Linked DNA regions of Ovis aries: all the other regions are linked to region 3. Evidence: chromatin contacts called from public Hi-C data. All regions are on one chromosome and are shown on one strand. The core of a region is the stretch at or near the end of the contact, and the rest is flanking DNA. Distances in the headings are between cores, read along the strand shown.

Region 1 (2,700 bases), core at 7-2,506, 150 kb after region 3:
CAGCCAGGTAAGATCAAAGGTATCGATGATGCCCTCCTTGGCCCTTCTCCTTTTGGAGTGGCGTTCGCGCCTCTCGTGGGTCTCCGGCTCTCGCTGGTCCACGCACCGGAGCTTTCTGGGCGAGGGAGACGGAGAGGGAGAGGGAGTCGAAGCGCGGTCGGAATCGCACCGGGTGGAGCAGGAATACGAAGGCTCCTGAGTCGACTTGATCTTGACTCGCGGTTTCTCTCCGGCATTCACCGAGTAGGCGACGAAGCCGAAACAGTTGGAGGGGGACCCCGAGGACCGAGATTCCAGGTCGTCTTCATCTTCGTTCGCGTTCTTCTTCGCGGATTTGCGGCCGGGGGAGCATCCCCGCTTCCCGCCCCCAGGGTAGTTGGGAAAATCCACTTTGAGAGCAGCCCTTTCCCACTGAAACGTCCCAAAAGTCGGCGCCCCGCCCCTTGGGCCCCCGTCTGGATCTCAGGGCGTCGCCAAGGGGGCCATACCCCTCCAAGGCCGGGGCGGGGTGGTGGGGGGGGCGGCAGCTGGGGAGTCCGCCGGAGGGACAGCGCGCCGCTGCTGCCCCTGTCCGGCCAGCCAGGCCTCTCCACCCGCCGCGCCCGCCGGCCACGCCGCGCTCCCGGGCTCCCCATTGTTCAGTCACAGGGGTAGACCCCGCGGCGGGAGCGGGCGCACCACCGACTCTCCCGGCACCTGGCCTCGGCGCAGGCAGCTAACCGCGCCCCGGGGCCCGCAGCCGCGGAGAAAGAGGGCGAGGCTCGCGCAGGGGGACCGCTCCATCCACCACGCACGCCCCACGGCCGAGCGGGCGGCGCCGGGCCGAGCGGGCTCCTCGGCTCGTCCTGCCCAGCGACCTCCAGGGGCGGCGCTTCAGGCCGCCAGCAGCTGAAGGAAGATCAAAACAACTCCCCGCCCTCCGCGAAGCCTGGCGCCCCACCATCGCCGACCCAGACCCGCGGGCAGCGAAAGCAAGCAGGAGCCCTCCCCTCCCCCTCCCTCCAGGCCGGGGTGCAGAGTAGGGCCAGGAGGTGGGAAGAGGCCGAGACGATCGGTCAGGGAGCGGCGGCCGGGCCGGCGCGGCACACTTCCGAGCCCTCTTCCCGCCCTCTTCCCCGGGCCGGCTAGGTGCTTACCTAGGCGCCGAGCAAAGCGGCAGGGCGAGCAGGCGGCGAGAGCGAGGTGAGGAGAAGAGTGGCGAGGAGGACCAGGAGGCGCTGCTTAGACAGCCGGCTCTTCTCCCATTCTCCGCTCTGCAGGGCGGCCCGCCGCCCCGCACGCTTTATCGGCGGCCGGGGCCGCCCCCGGCGCCCTGATTGGTTCCCAGAGGCCCGGAGCCCGGGCGGATCAGCTGATGCACCGTCCCGGCACCACGGCCATTGGGCGAGCCGCCGAGCGGGCGCCGCCGGGTGGGGGCGAGCGGACCCGGGAAAGAAAGAAAGGGAAAGGGCGGTGGGGGAGGGGACGTGGGGGGAGGGGCGCGAGGCAGGGCGGGCCGGCGGCGGGCGGAGGGCCCGGGGCCTGCCGGGAAGGACCCCGCCGCCGGGGCTGCAGCGCGCCGCCGCGCCGCCGCCCGCCTGGCCCCGGGCGGTCCCCGCGTGCTCTCCCCCGCGGCGCCCCCAGCTCAGATATTCTGAGGGAGGATTCTTTTCCCAGGTCCCACTGCACGCCCCAGAGGAAATTCCAACCCACAGGCACCAGCTTTTGCCTTTCGTTGTTAGAGAACCTCCACTCCCTTGCCCGGCCCTCAGGTCCTGCTTGAGGTTCGGGGGGGGGCGGGGGGCGCAGTAGCCCCGGGCTCCCCGGTGCCTGGGCGGGCCTCGGAGGGGGCGGCGCAGACAGGGGGCTGCCGGAGGTAGGCCGGAAAGAGCCCCCTGGCCGGCCCCCTCGGCGGGTTTGGGGATGTGACCTGGAGTCTCCCATCTCCCGTTTGTAGTGAACGCGCGGTGTTTTGTCTCGTTGCGTAGAGAGGGTCCCTGCGGGCGGAGACACAGAGCCGGCCTCTGCCACACCTGAGGCAACTCTGCAGCCTCTCTGGACCCAAGTTCCCTTTTCTGCAAATCAAATAAAACGGTTCAAGAGAGGACCTTTAGAGCCGCGCAACAGATTTGAAATCCTCTGTGCGAACTGTTTCCCAAGGACAGCTGACAGGGGATTGAGGTCTTGGCATCTCCCCCTGTGAAACCTAGGGTACGTCAAAAATTTAAGTTCTGTCTGGTGTTGCTTTTCATGTAATTTATTGAACGTCTTTGAAATCTGGAAAACGAGAATCAGTACCCCTTCCTCTTCTCTCCTCAGAGCTGTATTAGGATAGTTGAGAAAATGTGTGTGTGAACAAAGTCTTGAAAGGGATGTTTGTCAACAGATACACAATTTTATATATATGTATACAACACACATAAATATAATGTCTTCATTGCTACCAGTGATAAGATTTAATCATACTGTTTTTATTGCCTGAATCCTCCTGACGGTGTCTAGCCTTTATCGCACCTTTCGAGAGCCCCAGTATATGAGATTTTCTGTTTGAAAACTAAGAAATCATGTTTCTTTGGAAGAGGAAGGGAAGAAGTTTGCTCTTCTGGTTATTTTTTGTACCACAAATATGGAAAAGAAATGTTGCCTGTGACCACACACATAACTTGGCCTCTTTGGTCAACATCCCTCCCCTGTGGGAGTGTGGCTAACACTGCAGTGCTT
Region 2 (2,700 bases), core at 25-2,524, 150 kb before region 3:
GCCAAGTGCTGTCCTGGGGAAACACATTTGACTGGGATTCTGCAACCACGGAGCCACAGAACGTCCTGGACAGCTGGCCTCCCACCCACCACCCAGACGGCTTTATTAACCAGCTCTTCAAAAGGTCCGCCTTCTCCATTTGATTCCGGTGCCGTGTCTTGACCTTCTTCGTACCTATTATCAGTAGCATCTGCTACAGACCCTGGTGTGCAGGAACACTGAGTTCCTTTGTTTTCTCACTGTGGTTTGAATGCATATCTCTCTATTTCTGATCTATGACAAGGTCCAAGAGTCCCTCATAGGACCAGTGGATCTGGTCCTTGGACACTTGTCTCTACAGGTTACCATGGAGACAGCTGGGGCTCACAGGTCTGCAGATTCAGGGATCCTTCACTGCCATTCTCGGGACCTGAGAGTTCTTTGCAAGGCTGGGAGGGCAGAACATCCTAGAGCCTTGGCCGCTTCCCTCTGGGGCCTGATGAGTCCCTGGGGTGCTGCAGGGCCAGGTTGGGAGTGGTTGCTGGGAGCCCTTATCACATCGGACCAGGAGAACTCTGCAGAGAGGAGAATCTTTCTCTGCCTCCTGCTTGCTCTGGTTATACAGCTTCTTCCCTCAAACCCAGGCCTCTCTCTTGTCCTTTCACACCTAACCTGGAGGCCCCTAAAACTCCAAGTCTAATCTCAGTAACTGAAAAACTTGTTTCCCTGTCTCATAATCTTTAAATTTGTCAAGAAATTGAGGAGAAATGCTAGCATTCCATCCTTTTGGGGGCAGCCAAGAAATGGATTAAAAATAAGACAGTTCAGTTTCTATATTCAAATAGCCTAGCTTGCTAGCCCTGTTGCCTTGAATCTCCTCTCCTATTTTCCACCTGCCTGTCTCCCACTTACTCTCAGCTCAGATGTCACCTCAGATAGAAATAGCGCATATTCATGAATCATCCTCACTTCTCAAACTCTGCATTATTTGCCCCTGTCTGGCCAGCCTGCAACTGGCTCGTATCAAGTAGGTACTAGACTGAACGGAATTCCGGGCAAGAAGGTGGGTCTGCAGAATCTGCCTGTTGACTGGTGGTTGCCCAGAGAAGATGGGCTTAGATGAGAGGCACCAGAAGAGGTGCAAGATTGAGGGACACTAGTTCTCAGAACAGGACATTCAAAGACAGAATAGGAAAGGGAGGGCATGCCCACATCCCCTGGCTTCCCCACCTCTGTTTACACCAGGTATCTGAGACTAGGAGACATTTCTAGAATGGACCAGCAGGTGGCAGCCTTGCCCCTCCGATGAGGGACTCCTTTCCCCAGATTAAGCTACAAGACATCTTGCTGTGGGAGGCAGCCCCCAGGGGGCCTTCTCTAGACCAGTCTCAGGGTGATTTGAGGCACAGACAAGGTCAGGATGCCAGCAGCTTTACATGCAGTAGGATCTGAAACCATCTGCGGATCCAACCTTATTCCACACTTTCTTAGATCTACAGGTCTTGTATGCTTGTTTAAAAAAAAAAAAAAGCACAGGTGTCACCCAAAACTACTAAATCATAATTCATGGATGTTCCCTGGGAAACCCCAGGTGATTTTGCCATCAGCAGACCACATTCTCATTTGCCTGATTTGATTCCATAGGCCAGCCCTTCAGTCACAAAATTGACTATCAGTTAGGAAGACCCAGCTCAGCTTACCGCCCACCACTCTGCCCAAGGCACGAACTTCATCAGGGAAGACTGAGCAGATATTTCCAGGAGCTGCCTGCTGGTGAAGGATGAGCAGTGCCCTCGGCACAGCCTTGTGCTCCCACTGTAGCCCTCTCCCTGCCACTCACCTTGTTCTTGACCTGCCTTGGCTCAGGCTGCGGCCAGAACCCAGCCCCTCTCACCACCAGCTAAATGTTAACCCCATTGCAGGGCTTGTTGACAAGTCTGCAGAAACAAACAGTTTAGCAGCCAGCTCCATCGCCTCTCGGGTAGGTGGTTATTTCCAGCACATCCCAGGAAGCTGAGGCCCATGGAGGGCATCCTGGTATTGATCAGGGGCCCACGTTGCATGGAAATTCTGGGCTGGGGAGGGCGGGGTACTGACTTTGGGTGTTCACAGCAGGAGACCACACTGTTGCCGCCACTTCCTCCTGCAGCTATTCCTGGCACCCCTCACCCCTGCAAGTCACTGCTCCCAGATGGCCCTGGGCACAAAGCTGCCAGTGTGGGGAAACTCTCGAGGAGGGGAGCTCAGGTGTCAATCAGCCAACCTGAAAGAGCTGGCCTGGTGGAGACCCACTCTGATGGTGCCCTACATTGCCATCCACCACTTCCTGCCTCCATGCCTTCCTGCTTCTCCCTCTGTTTCCTCCTAGACTGCCCCTGCCACCCAAATCCTATGTGCTTCAAGGATGTCCCTGGTGGTCCAATGGTTAAGATTCCACGCTGCCAGTGCAGGAGACCTGGGTTCGATCCCTGATTGGGAACTAAGATCTCACATGCCCTGCAGTGTGTGCCAAAAATTAAAAAGAAAAAGAAAACAAATGCTATGTGTTTCTGAAAGTCACTCTCAGATGCTGCTTGTGAGGCCTGCGTCCAGCCTCCCTGTGGTCTGTCTTCCTGCTCCACCCACTGGGGCACATTCTCTGACTCTCCCTTGTGGCGCCAAGTGAAATGGCCATTTGTGTACATCTTCCCAATTGTGTTGGAAATAGGCATCCCATGGGCC
Region 3 (2,737 bases), core at 160-2,659:
GTGGGTGCCCAGGAAGGCTCTGTATTCTGGCAGGGGGATGCTGAGGTCTGAGAGGAGGGCCCCAGACCTAGAGCTGTGGGGCTGCAGTCCCCATGCAGGAGTGAACACACACACATAGAAACACAGTCACACACACAGAGGGAAATAGACATACCCACCCAACATCACACACATAGAAACAGACATGCACACCACAAATACACATACAAATATACACATAAAGGTGCACAACACATACGCAAGCCTATACACATACCACACACCCCTCCACATGCAGAGGTTCACCAGGTACACAAACACACACCACACCCATCACACAACCCTCCACGCACCTCACCACACAAAAACAGACAGTCACATAACCACACATACACATACACACACACAGACACAAATATACATACCTCAAGTAGATACATACACACACACCATACCACACGCATGAACATACACCACACGTGCACAGTACACACATGCTCACATATAATGCACACAACCCAGATTTACACTCACAAACATATACAGTGAACACATATACCACATATGTAATACACGGGCACGAGCTTCTGAAAAAGTGCCTCACTGCAGTTTAGCCATATCACAAAAGGTTTAAGGTAATAGTTATGTGGACTGTGAATATGGGAGGTATGTATACAAAACAGTATCAGAAATGAAAAAGGCAGCAAGAATGGTAGATATGCTAGGATGAAACCCAATGATACATGTGCCTGGCAGGCATAGGGACAGGAAGACAATGTAAGCAGTGCAAATAATTTATGTTTAGTAAACTTTGAATAGTTTACTGTGAATGGATTTAGTTGAACAATAAAATTTTTCCAGTAACTACTCTTTAGCCCAATATATTCACTATGTGGCCAGTGATATTTCCACGGGGTAGGGTCTGGTTGGCTTCTAGCCCACCCCCTCCCATTCCGAATGTATCTGTTGTTAGGGAGACAGCCACCCAGAGCCCCTGTAGTGTCTGGTTGATGACAGAGCTGGCCACCTACTCCCTCTTGCCACCCACTCCATCTTGCCACCCACTCCCTCTTGTCCTTCCCAGCTCCCTCCCTGCCCTGCCTTTCTTGGCACAGCAAACACACAGGGAAGTTCAGGGATTTGGCGTTGACCTTAGTGAGACACCAGCTTCCCATAGTCCTGATTCCCCCAGAGCTACAGTTTATCTATGTGTGCCTAGGGGGCGCTGAGGTCCAGGAATTGAAAATGTCAGAAGTTCCCTCTAGTATTTCTGAGACCCTGTAGGGAAGGGCTGGAAGTCCCAAAGTTAAGGGCCTGCTGATGAGAATGATGGCTGAGGGTCGTTGAGGAGGAGAAAGTGGGCTGGTTGTAAATATACCTCTGAGACCCATTGTTTCATTGAAGTTCACATCTAAAAGGGATCATACATACCATCAGGTGTAATCTCTGCATTTCTCAGAGGTAGAATCCAAGGCCAGAAGAGTGAGTGATATGTTTATTAAGACTAATTAGAAGCAACTTGATAATAAGAGATGCCCTGTTCTTTCTGATGGAGCAAATGGTTATCATTTTTATCTTCCTGTTCCCTTGTATTGTTTCATTATTCAGCGTAGGTGCCAAGATACTATTCTATATTCAAGATTTTATTAGAGAAACTAACCAATTAAATATACTTTAAGACTTTACATTTTATTAGATGAATGTAGAAGAATATTATATAAAAGTCATAAATCAGTTGTTTAATGCAAGCATATCCTGCTTTAAAATAGTTCAAAATCCAAGAACTCAAAAGTGTGATTACTTCATGACAAAACATATCATTAAGTGTTTGGTTTTTTTTTAAATAATAAGTTTCCACTATATATTTCAACACTGAAGTTTTCAGGGGAGAAAGGCATGTAACTCAAGAAAAATGATGATCAGTTTATATGTAGTTTTGGCATCCTATCATAATTAATTCTCAACTGTGTGTTTTTACTACGTTTCACTAAACAGCAAGAAATGGGGAAGATATATGGATTAGCGATGTAATCCTACACTGGCCTCTACTCCCATGGTCTCACATGAGTGTGTGAACCTTTGTGAGCTCCAGCTTCCCCTACTAAACAACAGGCTGGGACCAAATAACTATATGGGTGCCAGTTAGGATGCAAAGAAGAATGAGCCTGTGGTCAGACATAAAGAGTCAGACCACCTGGAGTTGGTTCATCTCCATCTTTAACTCTTTGAGGAAGTCACTTACCTTCTCCAGACTGTGGTTCTCTTTAGAGTTTAAAATGTGTGCTATCCACCATGCAGGGCTGTTAATTCTACAAAGAATTCATGGCATCTGTCTGCCTTAGGGTAACATCTTAGGGGTATGGTAGTAAAGGACATGACCTTGTGCTTCCACAAAAGGCCTTTTGCTGTCAGTGTGGAAAAGATGAAAGCCACCTGGATGGAGGAAGCCCTGAACCCACACGCCTGCCACCATTGCAGCTTTTTGGAGTAGATTTTTGCCCCACTGTGGTTTAGCTTTGTTTTGCCTTCTGTTCATTGGGTTTTGCTTTTATAGATGACTTTATTTTTTTCAGATTCATTTTTCACCTGACTGTTCCTCCTTTCATGCTATTATTTCCTGATTAGGTCATTTCCCCAAACTCTCCTCTCTTTCCTCTGGCTAATCCTCCAGGGCTCAGCTTTCCTCATGGAAATTTTTCTGAATCATTGCCACCCTTCTATTTGCTTTCATAGTACCCAGCTCTTCTTCCTAACACTT

What was found. A called contact is a pair of places that touch in the nucleus more often than the background predicts.
Region 1: a contact with region 3 is called in a Hi-C map of hypothalamus, with 5 times the contacts expected there. The contact joins the promoter of GLUL here to the enhancer-like site in region 3. A contact is called at or near these places in 7 of 16 Hi-C or Micro-C datasets (blood, hypothalamus, muscle and 2 more).
Region 2: a contact with region 3 is called in a Hi-C map of hypothalamus, with 4 times the contacts expected there. The contact joins two enhancer-like sites. A contact is called at or near these places in 2 of 16 Hi-C or Micro-C datasets (hypothalamus and liver).

Annotation. Positions count from the first base shown.
Region 1 is chr12:62,922,301-62,925,000 of ARS-UI_Ramb_v3.0, forward strand. GLUL (glutamate-ammonia ligase) reads right to left here and starts at 1,257. Exons shown (of 8, transcript XM_060396185.1): 1 at 1,137-1,257; 2 at 1-357.
Region 2 is chr12:62,620,372-62,623,071 of ARS-UI_Ramb_v3.0, forward strand. No RefSeq gene overlaps it. Among named protein-coding and RNA genes, the nearest start is that of ZNF648, 6.9 kb to the left of the region's middle. Within about 2 kb of position 1,275, at least 9 of the 54 cell types and tissues checked have an H3K27ac peak or open chromatin away from gene starts, as enhancers often do. A contact at or near this core is called in hypothalamus, where this site is marked.
Region 3 is chr12:62,771,247-62,773,983 of ARS-UI_Ramb_v3.0, forward strand. No RefSeq gene overlaps it. Among named protein-coding and RNA genes, the nearest start is that of GLUL, 150 kb to the right of the region's middle. Within about 2 kb of position 1,410, at least 13 of the 54 cell types and tissues checked have an H3K27ac peak or open chromatin away from gene starts, as enhancers often do. A contact at or near this core is called in hypothalamus, where this site is marked.